Regions from separate parts of the Mus musculus genome. Here regions 2 and 3 are each linked to region 1. The links are chromatin contacts, called in public Hi-C and promoter capture Hi-C maps. All regions are on one chromosome and are shown on one strand. The core of a region is the stretch at or near the end of the contact, and the rest is flanking DNA. Distances in the headings are between cores, read along the strand shown. Region 1 holds the start of Midn (midnolin). Region 2 holds the start of Ap3d1 (adaptor-related protein complex 3, delta 1 subunit). Region 3 holds the start of Mob3a (MOB kinase activator 3A).

Region 1 (2,547 bases), core at 13-2,512:
CGGGCCAATGAGAATCGCCGCGGGGCTACCCCACGTGGCAGCGAGACCCTCCCTTTCTCTCCGCCCCGTCCCTTCTGCGTCCAATGGAGATGCCAAGAGGGTTGGGCTGAGGCCGATCCTGACCAGCCCCCGCGACCCCCCACCCGCTCCCAGAGCCATTCATAAGGCCCAAAGACCTTAACAAAGGGCGGGCGGGCCCTGAGGGTAGCGGACCCGAGTTTTAGGACTTAGCACCCCCCCTCCCCGCCCCTCTGCGCGAGCCTAACCCCTTCAGTCCGCAACGGGAGCGGTCGGGAGAAAAGGCTAGGAGCCGGCCATTGTTCCCGAATAAGGAACAGGAAATCGTGGCGCCTCCCCGCTGGGTCTGTCCGGGAAGCTACAGCCTGCGGAAGCTGTCGCTTGAGCCCTGAGCCTCATGGTCAAGGGTCGCGAGCTGGCCTCTCAAGGACAGGGCTGTCTTCCGCCCCCGTGGGTGGGTGGATGCAATGATATTGGAGAACTTGGGCGGAACCCACAGCTTGGGCAGGGCCCTGCAGCTCGGTGACGTGGCTTTGATTAGATCCGTCCCTCCCGAACCAGTGCCACTTCGCGTCCTAACCTAACTCACCCTCAGTTTTTTTTTTTCTGACTTCCCCCCCTCCCAATCCCGGGTCGGCCCGTTTCCCGAGGTGTGCCCGCCCAAGCCGTGACGTGATGCGGCGTCCCCGGCTGCGCCCGCGCGCGCCCCGCTTCGGGCAGCGGTGAGTCAGCAGCCCCGGCGCGCCCTCTGCAGTCCCCGCCCGGGAGCGCTGCCCGAGTCCCGGGGGAGGAGTGCCGTGCGTCTTGGCTGGGGAAGGGGTGCGCCAAGAATTGGGGGTCTGCATGTGGGGAGGGTCCGTTGAGAACCTTTATACTTAGCAATGCAGAGAAGACTTAAGACCGCACATAAAGGGAAACTGAGTCTACAAACAGTTCAAGGTCACTGGCTGAGTGCGGGGGGGGGGGGGGGGTTGGGGGGCGTGAGCTGCAGTCCCGCCAGGGCGGTGCCCATAGTGCGCAGCCCCTCCCACCCCACAAGTTGGAGGGCTCCGGGTCCTGAGGCACACTAGGTGCGGACGATTCAAAGAACAAAGAGTGGGACAGCCTGAGAAGTTTACGGCGGGTGGGGGCCCCTCTCCGTTTCGTGCGGTCCCGCCCCTACTCACCGGCTCCGTAGGTCCTGGGTCACCACTGCTCCAGATGACCTGCGTATGGGTCCTGGCAAGAGGTGGCCGTGCCGGTCTGGGGCCGGGCGGGCGGCCCCTGAGCCTTTATCCGCGCCGCCTTCCCTGGGGTGGAGTTTGGGCGGGCAAGGGGCGGGGGGCCGGGCAATGGTGACGCATTCCCTAACCCCCCCACCCCACCCCACCGCCTGCTGGCCTGGACAGGGACACCGGCCCTAGGGCTTCGCAGCACCCACAGAGCAGTGCCTCAGGGGTGTCACCGACCTGGGTAACTCCTACCTCCCCATGTACTGGGGTTCACCTCACATTAGGATTGGGGGGGTGTTTGGCCTGCTTCCCTGCTCCGCCCCCTTTCCTGTTGGCCTGGTGCTTCCGCCTGGGGGCGCCCGCGTGTGGAAGGGGGGGGCGGAACGGGAAGGGGTTCCTTAGTCAGCAGCCTAGGTCCAGGAAAACAGGGTAGTGTCACCTGCTAGGCAGTAGGTGCCCCTGACAGCTGCCTAGCCTCCTCATCCTTTAACGATGACCTCAGAGGCCATTTCTGTGACGATTCATCCATCCCTGGCCTTGCCTAGGCCAGTCACCTGTGTGACCTCTGAGTAGCCCAGTCCCTAATGCACCCTACACCATAGCATAGTTGGTTCTCACTCCAGCATATGGGTCCCAGAAGTCAGCTCAGGTCATCAGTGGGCTTGGCTGAATGTGTCTGTATCTCCAGGCCCCTCTGGGTTAATTACAAAGTACCAGACAAGCAAAGGAAGGCCTTCTGCAGCCTGGCATGTGTGATCTGTTCTCACAGCACAGATGCATCGGCACATACTGGCCCTGGCCCTGGCCTTTGGGGTGGATACTCACTCACCCACCTATGGACCAAGGAGCCAGCCCTTTGTCATTTGAGCGTGGCCAGACCCTCCATCACTTCCCTAACCTTCCATCTCCTGTCCACGTATGCGGTCTCTTGCACTTATCTGGTCTGAGCACCACCACCACCCTGGGTGCCCCTCCCAGGCCAGTTCCTTCCTAGGTCACCTTCCTCTCTGGCTGATCATTCTGGACAGGCATGCTGGGCCCCCAAGCAGACAGGCGTGCCAGACACTCCCAGTCTCCCAGGGTCATGGTCAGGCCAGAGAACACTTGGAGGCCCAGAGACTTTGAGGGATGAGCAGGAGTTTGTTCAGAAGTACAAACTGAAGCTGCGCAGTGTGGAGGTCAGAGGCAGGGTTTGCCTCTGGAGGGACCTCAGGGAAGGGATAGGTGAGGTGGGCTGGCTCTGACACCATTCAGACTGAAAGCCACTGTAATAAATGCAGGGTGCCCAGACTGCCTGCTTCCTGTCTCTTCTTCCTGT
Region 2 (2,547 bases), core at 20-2,519, 590 kb before region 1:
TACATGTAATAAATAAGTAAATAAATAAATAAATAAAAGTGTTTGTGCACCAAAAAAAAAAAAATTAGTCCCAAGCCTATTTTGTCTTTCAAGTACAATTACATGCTTGTAACACACGAAAGCTCACTGTGTTCCTTATTTAACGTTTGCAGCCAAAGGAGGGGACACATTCTATGCTTAATGCTAACTTTACTATATCTTTCTGGCAAAACAATCTAAACCATCTCCTTAAACTTTCTTTTTTTTTTTTTAAGATGTATTTATTTATTATATGGAAATATATTGTAGCTGTCTTCAGACACTCCAGAAGAGGGAGTCAGATCTCCTTTACGGATGGTTGTGAGCCACCATGTGATTGCTGGGATTTGAACTCTGGACCTTCGGAAGAGCAGTCGGGTGCTCTTACCCACTGAGCCATCTCACCAGCCCCTCCTTAAACTTTCTATCACCTACCCTAACATCTTAAAACTATTTTAATCAAATAAGAAATTCTATAAAATCATTAATTCATCTATTTTATGAAAGTTCATCTTTATATTAATCTGCAGGAGACTTGCCCAATCGAGTGGGCTGTCTCCCAATAAGCAACCACAGCAGACTCTAGGCAGTGAGGGTCTCCTGGTGCCCATTCACATCGTACTAGATATGGGAGGCATATAACAATGAAAAACATGAGGAGGCACTGCAGCACCAAGAAGTAATCCAGAGACGAACGCCTCCGGGGGGCAGTGCCTCTCTAGGAACATGCATCACAGCTGTGCAAAACGGTGGACCATCTCCAGCAAAGTCACTTGCCCACCACAGTTTCTCCTGTATGGTGTCCACCATCCAAGCCTTGTGCTGGTTTTACAGACAGGGTTTCACAGGCCGGCCGGTTGGATTGCTGGTGTGATTGACTCCTGACACTGATTCCCAAGTCACCACTTAAATTCAGAAAAGGCTGGGCTGGATATATTTGGCCAGGACCTTGCAGAAAAAGCTCCACGTGGAGCTCCGCCCTCCTCTAGCCACGCCCACACCAGATAAGACCACGCCCACTGCTGTCATTTAGCGAGTGGGGAGACCTGCTCTCGATTTTCCCTTAGGGGCGTGGTTAGGACGTCTGTGGAGTTCTTGTTCACCAATGAGGCTGCAAGGCATTGCAGAGGAAGGGGTGGGCTGCTAGGCGTCAAAGGGTGGTGTCTGCTTTCCTATTGGGTGGCGTGTGGTTGTCAAGGAAACTGCAATGTGGGGCTGGGCTTTTCGGTGAGGCGGGGCTTCCGGGAGGCTGAGGCTCTCCGTCAGCTGACCCACCGCCATCTTGGCCGCCATTTGCAGCGGCCCTAAGCTGGGAAGGGTCTGTGGAAGCTGGGGGGGGCGGGCTTACTGGCTACCCCTTCTCCTCAGACTGCTCTCCGGCTACAGCCGTCGCTCTGGCCTCCACGGCGTCCCCTCCGCGGCGGCCGGAAACACAGCGGGGCGGTTGCCTGAGGTGCGGTCGCCGGGTCCCCGCACCTTCTAGGGCCGCGGCAGCGGCGTTTCCCTCGGAGGCCGCAGCCCACGGGCCGCCGCGATGGCCCTCAAGATGGTCAAGGGCAGTATCGACCGCATGTTCGATAAGAACCTGCAGGATCTGGTCCGCGGCATCCGCAACCACAAGGAGGACGAGGTGAGCCGGCGCGGAGCGGGGCTGCCGGGCTTTCCCCCCATTGCCTCTGGCCCGCCGTGGAGCCGTCTTCCTCGACCCCATCGCCTTTCCCGTCCTGCCTGTTCCAGAGCTGCGGCTCTGCACAGCCTCTCCTTCCCCTGGCCTCAGTTTACCCCCAGCAGCTTGAAACAGGCGCTGTCCAAAATGGCTCAGGTGTCTCGTCTGTTGTAACTAGGGGCCACTCCCTGAACCTCCAAATTGTCCACTTGGAGCAGTCCTTGCCCTAAAGGCCTCAGCGTTTTAGGTCTTGAAGTTGGATGCCACTGCTAGAGCCTGAGTTTACCTTCTTGAAGAAGACTTACTTAGGCAAAGGTTCCCCCACTTGAGCTAGTTTCTGGATCCCATATGGAGGAATCGGGGACCCTCACAGAAAAATCCTGTCATAGGTCTACGTGTCTCCCATGGAGAAATCCCCTTGTCAGGAAAGCACAGGCCCGGGTGGCTGTCTTGGGCTTCCTTGGGAACCCTGCCAGGTTTTCCTGCCCCAGATCCCCTGAACTATTAGTGTGTGCAGGACCTAGGGGCATCTTGGAATGGGGAAGCCTGACTTCAAAACTGGAAGCTCAAAGAAGGCAGAAGTCAGGGTGTGGAAGCGATTTTTCCAGAAGTTACACTGAGACTACAAGCGCTGCTTCCTTTCCTCCCCACAGCCTGTGACCTAGATTAAGGAAGAAGTGATAGAGTGACTACTTAGTGCCTGGCTCAGTGGAAAGACGCAGGCCTCCTCCTGGGCTGGAAGGCCATGCTGAAAGAGGGTGCCTGTCCCTAGCTGGGACAGTCATTTCTCTGTAGCCCTCTTCCCTTCTACCCTACCTGGTGTGGTTTGTACCCTCCCTGCTCTCCCTGGCTGTTACTTCAGT
Region 3 (2,547 bases), core at 18-2,517, 550 kb before region 1:
GTACACGGCTTCTGCTACTTGATATAGCTTCTTCCGGGCTAAGGGCAGGAGGAAAAAGCAAGCAAATGAGTGGCCCTGCCCGGTTCCCTGCTGCTCTTCTGACCCTGGAATGGGTTCCGCCGCTCACTGATCTCAGCAGGAATGGCCAGATGGAGCTCCTTCATCGTGTTCTGGATCCAATCGGAGAGCAGCATCCCCGACACAGGAATGTCACCCACCCACCACGACTTGAGGTTCACGTGGTGACGATAGAAGGAGAACTTCTCCGCGAAATTGGGGTCGCACTGCAGGCAGCCCCGGGCCAGCGCCGCTGTCATGCCCAGAAACAACAGCAGGGCCATGGCCTGGCCCAGCCTGCCTTGCCCAAACATCGGCGCCGCCAGCGCCGCACCCTCCAGCCGCGCACCAACCAACGGTGCCTCCCGCGCCACGCCCTGCCACGCCGCACCAACCAACAGCTCGCGCTGTGGACCCTGGCCGCGCCATCCCCTGCCCGGGCCTGATCATGCTTCCAACTCTGGTCCCGCCCCGCTTAGACATGTCCCGCCCACCGGGCCTGATGGCGCAAGCCTTTAATCCCAGCACTTGGGAGGCAGAGGCAGGCGAATTTCTGAGTTCGAGGCCAACCTGGTCTACAAAGTGAGTTCCAGGACAGCCAGGACTACACAGAGAAACCCTGTCTCGAAAAAAAAAAAAAAGACAGCGCCTGCCCACGGATGGCTCCGCCCCTACCTGGCCAGGCCCCGATTAGACTCCTGTCCCAGGCCTGGTTCCGCCTACAGGCCTGGTACCGCCCACGGATGGCTCCACCCCTTTCTAGCCTGTCACCACACCCACCCCACCGCCATCCGGACTTCTGTCCCAGGGCTGGCTCTACTGGATCTCCCCAGGAGAGTGTAACTGAATCTCTCCAGTTACAATTGGCAACTGGTAATGCCAGTCTGTCCCCAGGCTCCACCCCATCCACAGCGCCTTACGCATGCGCTTTGGGCTGGCGCCAGTTCCCGAGCCAGCGAGGGAGGGCTCGTCCCGCCCCTCATCCGCTCCACTACAGCCAATTAGCAGCGCCCGTCCTGGTCTCCAGGGGCGCGGAGTGCCGCCTGCCTTTCACACCGTGATCCTCCGAACTCGGGCGCCACACCTCCATCCGGGCTGCTTCCCTTTAAGGGAAGTAAATCCGGCTGGCGGGCGCGGCCTGGGCGGGGCGTGCGGCGTGTCCCTCCGCGGGCGTGTCCCTCTGCGGGCGCGGCCGGAGACTGGGCGAAGCGAGAGACGGTTCCGGACAGCCAGGTGGGTCCTCCGAGGGCCAAGGCGGGCGGCGGGCAGCGGGACTTCATCCCTCAGGGTGACAGTGTCCAGCGACCGGCCCAGAGTGGGCGCTGGGGACCTGGATCTGTCAAAAGGAGGGAGAAAGGAAGCGTCATGGATCAAAAGCGTGTTTAATATTTGAGGTCCTAGATAGCACAGGCTAGCCTCCAGCGGCTGGATAGGATCCTCCTTCCCATCTCCGCTGACTCATTTGTTTGAAATGATCACGTTTCTGTTAAACTTCATTGAAGGTCTGGGCTCTTGCTCTGGAGTGAAGCATTTGCCTTGTGTGTAGAAAGCCCTGGGTTCTATCCCTACTTCTGCCTCTTCAGCACTCCTCGGCCTCCCCTAAATAAGCCATTGAAAGGCTGGATGGAGAGACTCAAAAACAGATCACAGAAAGTTAACTTTGGCCGCAGTTTCTTTTTCTTTTTTCTTTTCTTTTCTTTTCTTTTCTTTAATTCTTTCCTTTTATATTTAGCCCAGGCTATCCTGGAACTCAGCGAGATCACCCTGCCTGTGCCTCCTGAACGCTGAGATTAAAGGTCTGCGCCAATAACTTTGCCTTTTCTCTTCCCTCCTGCCTCCACCCCTTCCCTAGGCTCCATAGAATAAAGTGCCTACAGTCAAGTAGAGGTTGGCATAGTGTTAAGGCAGGGCAATTATTATTCCAGAGCTCCACGTGTATCCTTGTAACTTTGGTTTCTGATTTGCTACCGTTATGCAGAGTTGGGAGCTCAGGAACTAGGGGTGGGAGTGTCAGGGGACAGTTAGGTAGGACTCTCAGGTCAGCCAGCTCTTCCTTCAGCATGGAGGAAGTGGTTACTAGCTCTGTAAGTGATGGGGCTTCAGAGAGGTGCTAGCTGGAGGCAGCAGGATGCAAAAGAGACCACAGACTTAACCATTGACAAAGGCAGAAGCAGATAACCTGAGAACTTCCGAAAACCAGGTTTTAACCGCCCCTGTCCTGGGCTTGTTTTTAGAACTCAGTGAACAGCAGAGGTGACAAGGCTAGAGAGTTCCACCCCTGGGGCTTCTTGATGTCTGTCCTTTCTCCATCTTGATCCATTCCAGTGCCATTTAAGTTCAAGGGCAGCCTGGGACACTTAGTGAAATCTCACCTCAAAAAGAGCAAAAGGGGGCTAGTGCTCTTCCTGAGGTCCTGAATTCAATTCCCAGCAACCACATGGTGGCTCACAACCATCTGTAATGGGATCTGATGCCCTCTTCTGGTGTGTA

Evidence for each region. A called contact is a pair of places that touch in the nucleus more often than the background predicts. Capture Hi-C pulls out chosen DNA fragments and counts their contacts.
Region 2: a promoter capture Hi-C map of liver shows a contact between it and region 1, with 2.1 times the contacts expected there. The contact joins the promoter of Ap3d1 here to the promoter of Midn in region 1. A contact is called at or near these places in 1 of 39 promoter capture datasets (pre-B cells), 2 of 484 Hi-C or Micro-C datasets (cortical neurons and embryonic stem cells), 1 of 115 datasets of contacts at active chromatin or transcription factors (pancreatic cancer cells) and 2 of 9 other capture datasets (liver and pancreatic islet).
Region 3: a contact with region 1 is called in a Hi-C map of CD8 T cells, with 4 times the contacts expected there. The contact joins the promoter of Mob3a here to the promoter of Midn in region 1. A contact is called at or near these places in 3 of 39 promoter capture datasets (embryonic stem cells, liver and pre-B cells), 7 of 484 Hi-C or Micro-C datasets (CD4 T cells, CD8 T cells, the N1E-115 cell line and 4 more) and 1 of 9 other capture datasets (liver).

Annotation. Positions count from the first base shown.
Region 1 is chr10:80,146,987-80,149,533 of GRCm38.p6, reverse strand. It overlaps Midn (midnolin), which reads right to left and starts at 1,262. Exons shown (of 9, transcript NM_021565.2): 1 at 1,185-1,262.
Region 2 is chr10:80,740,997-80,743,543 of GRCm38.p6, reverse strand. It overlaps Ap3d1 (adaptor-related protein complex 3, delta 1 subunit), which reads left to right and starts at 1,269. Exons shown (of 31, transcript NM_007460.2): 1 at 1,269-1,648. The coding sequence starts at 1,553.
Region 3 is chr10:80,700,540-80,703,086 of GRCm38.p6, reverse strand. It overlaps Mob3a (MOB kinase activator 3A), which reads left to right and starts at 1,267. Exons shown (of 4, transcript NM_172457.2): 1 at 1,267-1,290. It overlaps Izumo4 (IZUMO family member 4), which reads right to left and starts at 394. Exons shown (of 10, transcript NM_027829.3): 1 at 128-394; 2 at 1-38. The coding sequence starts at 371.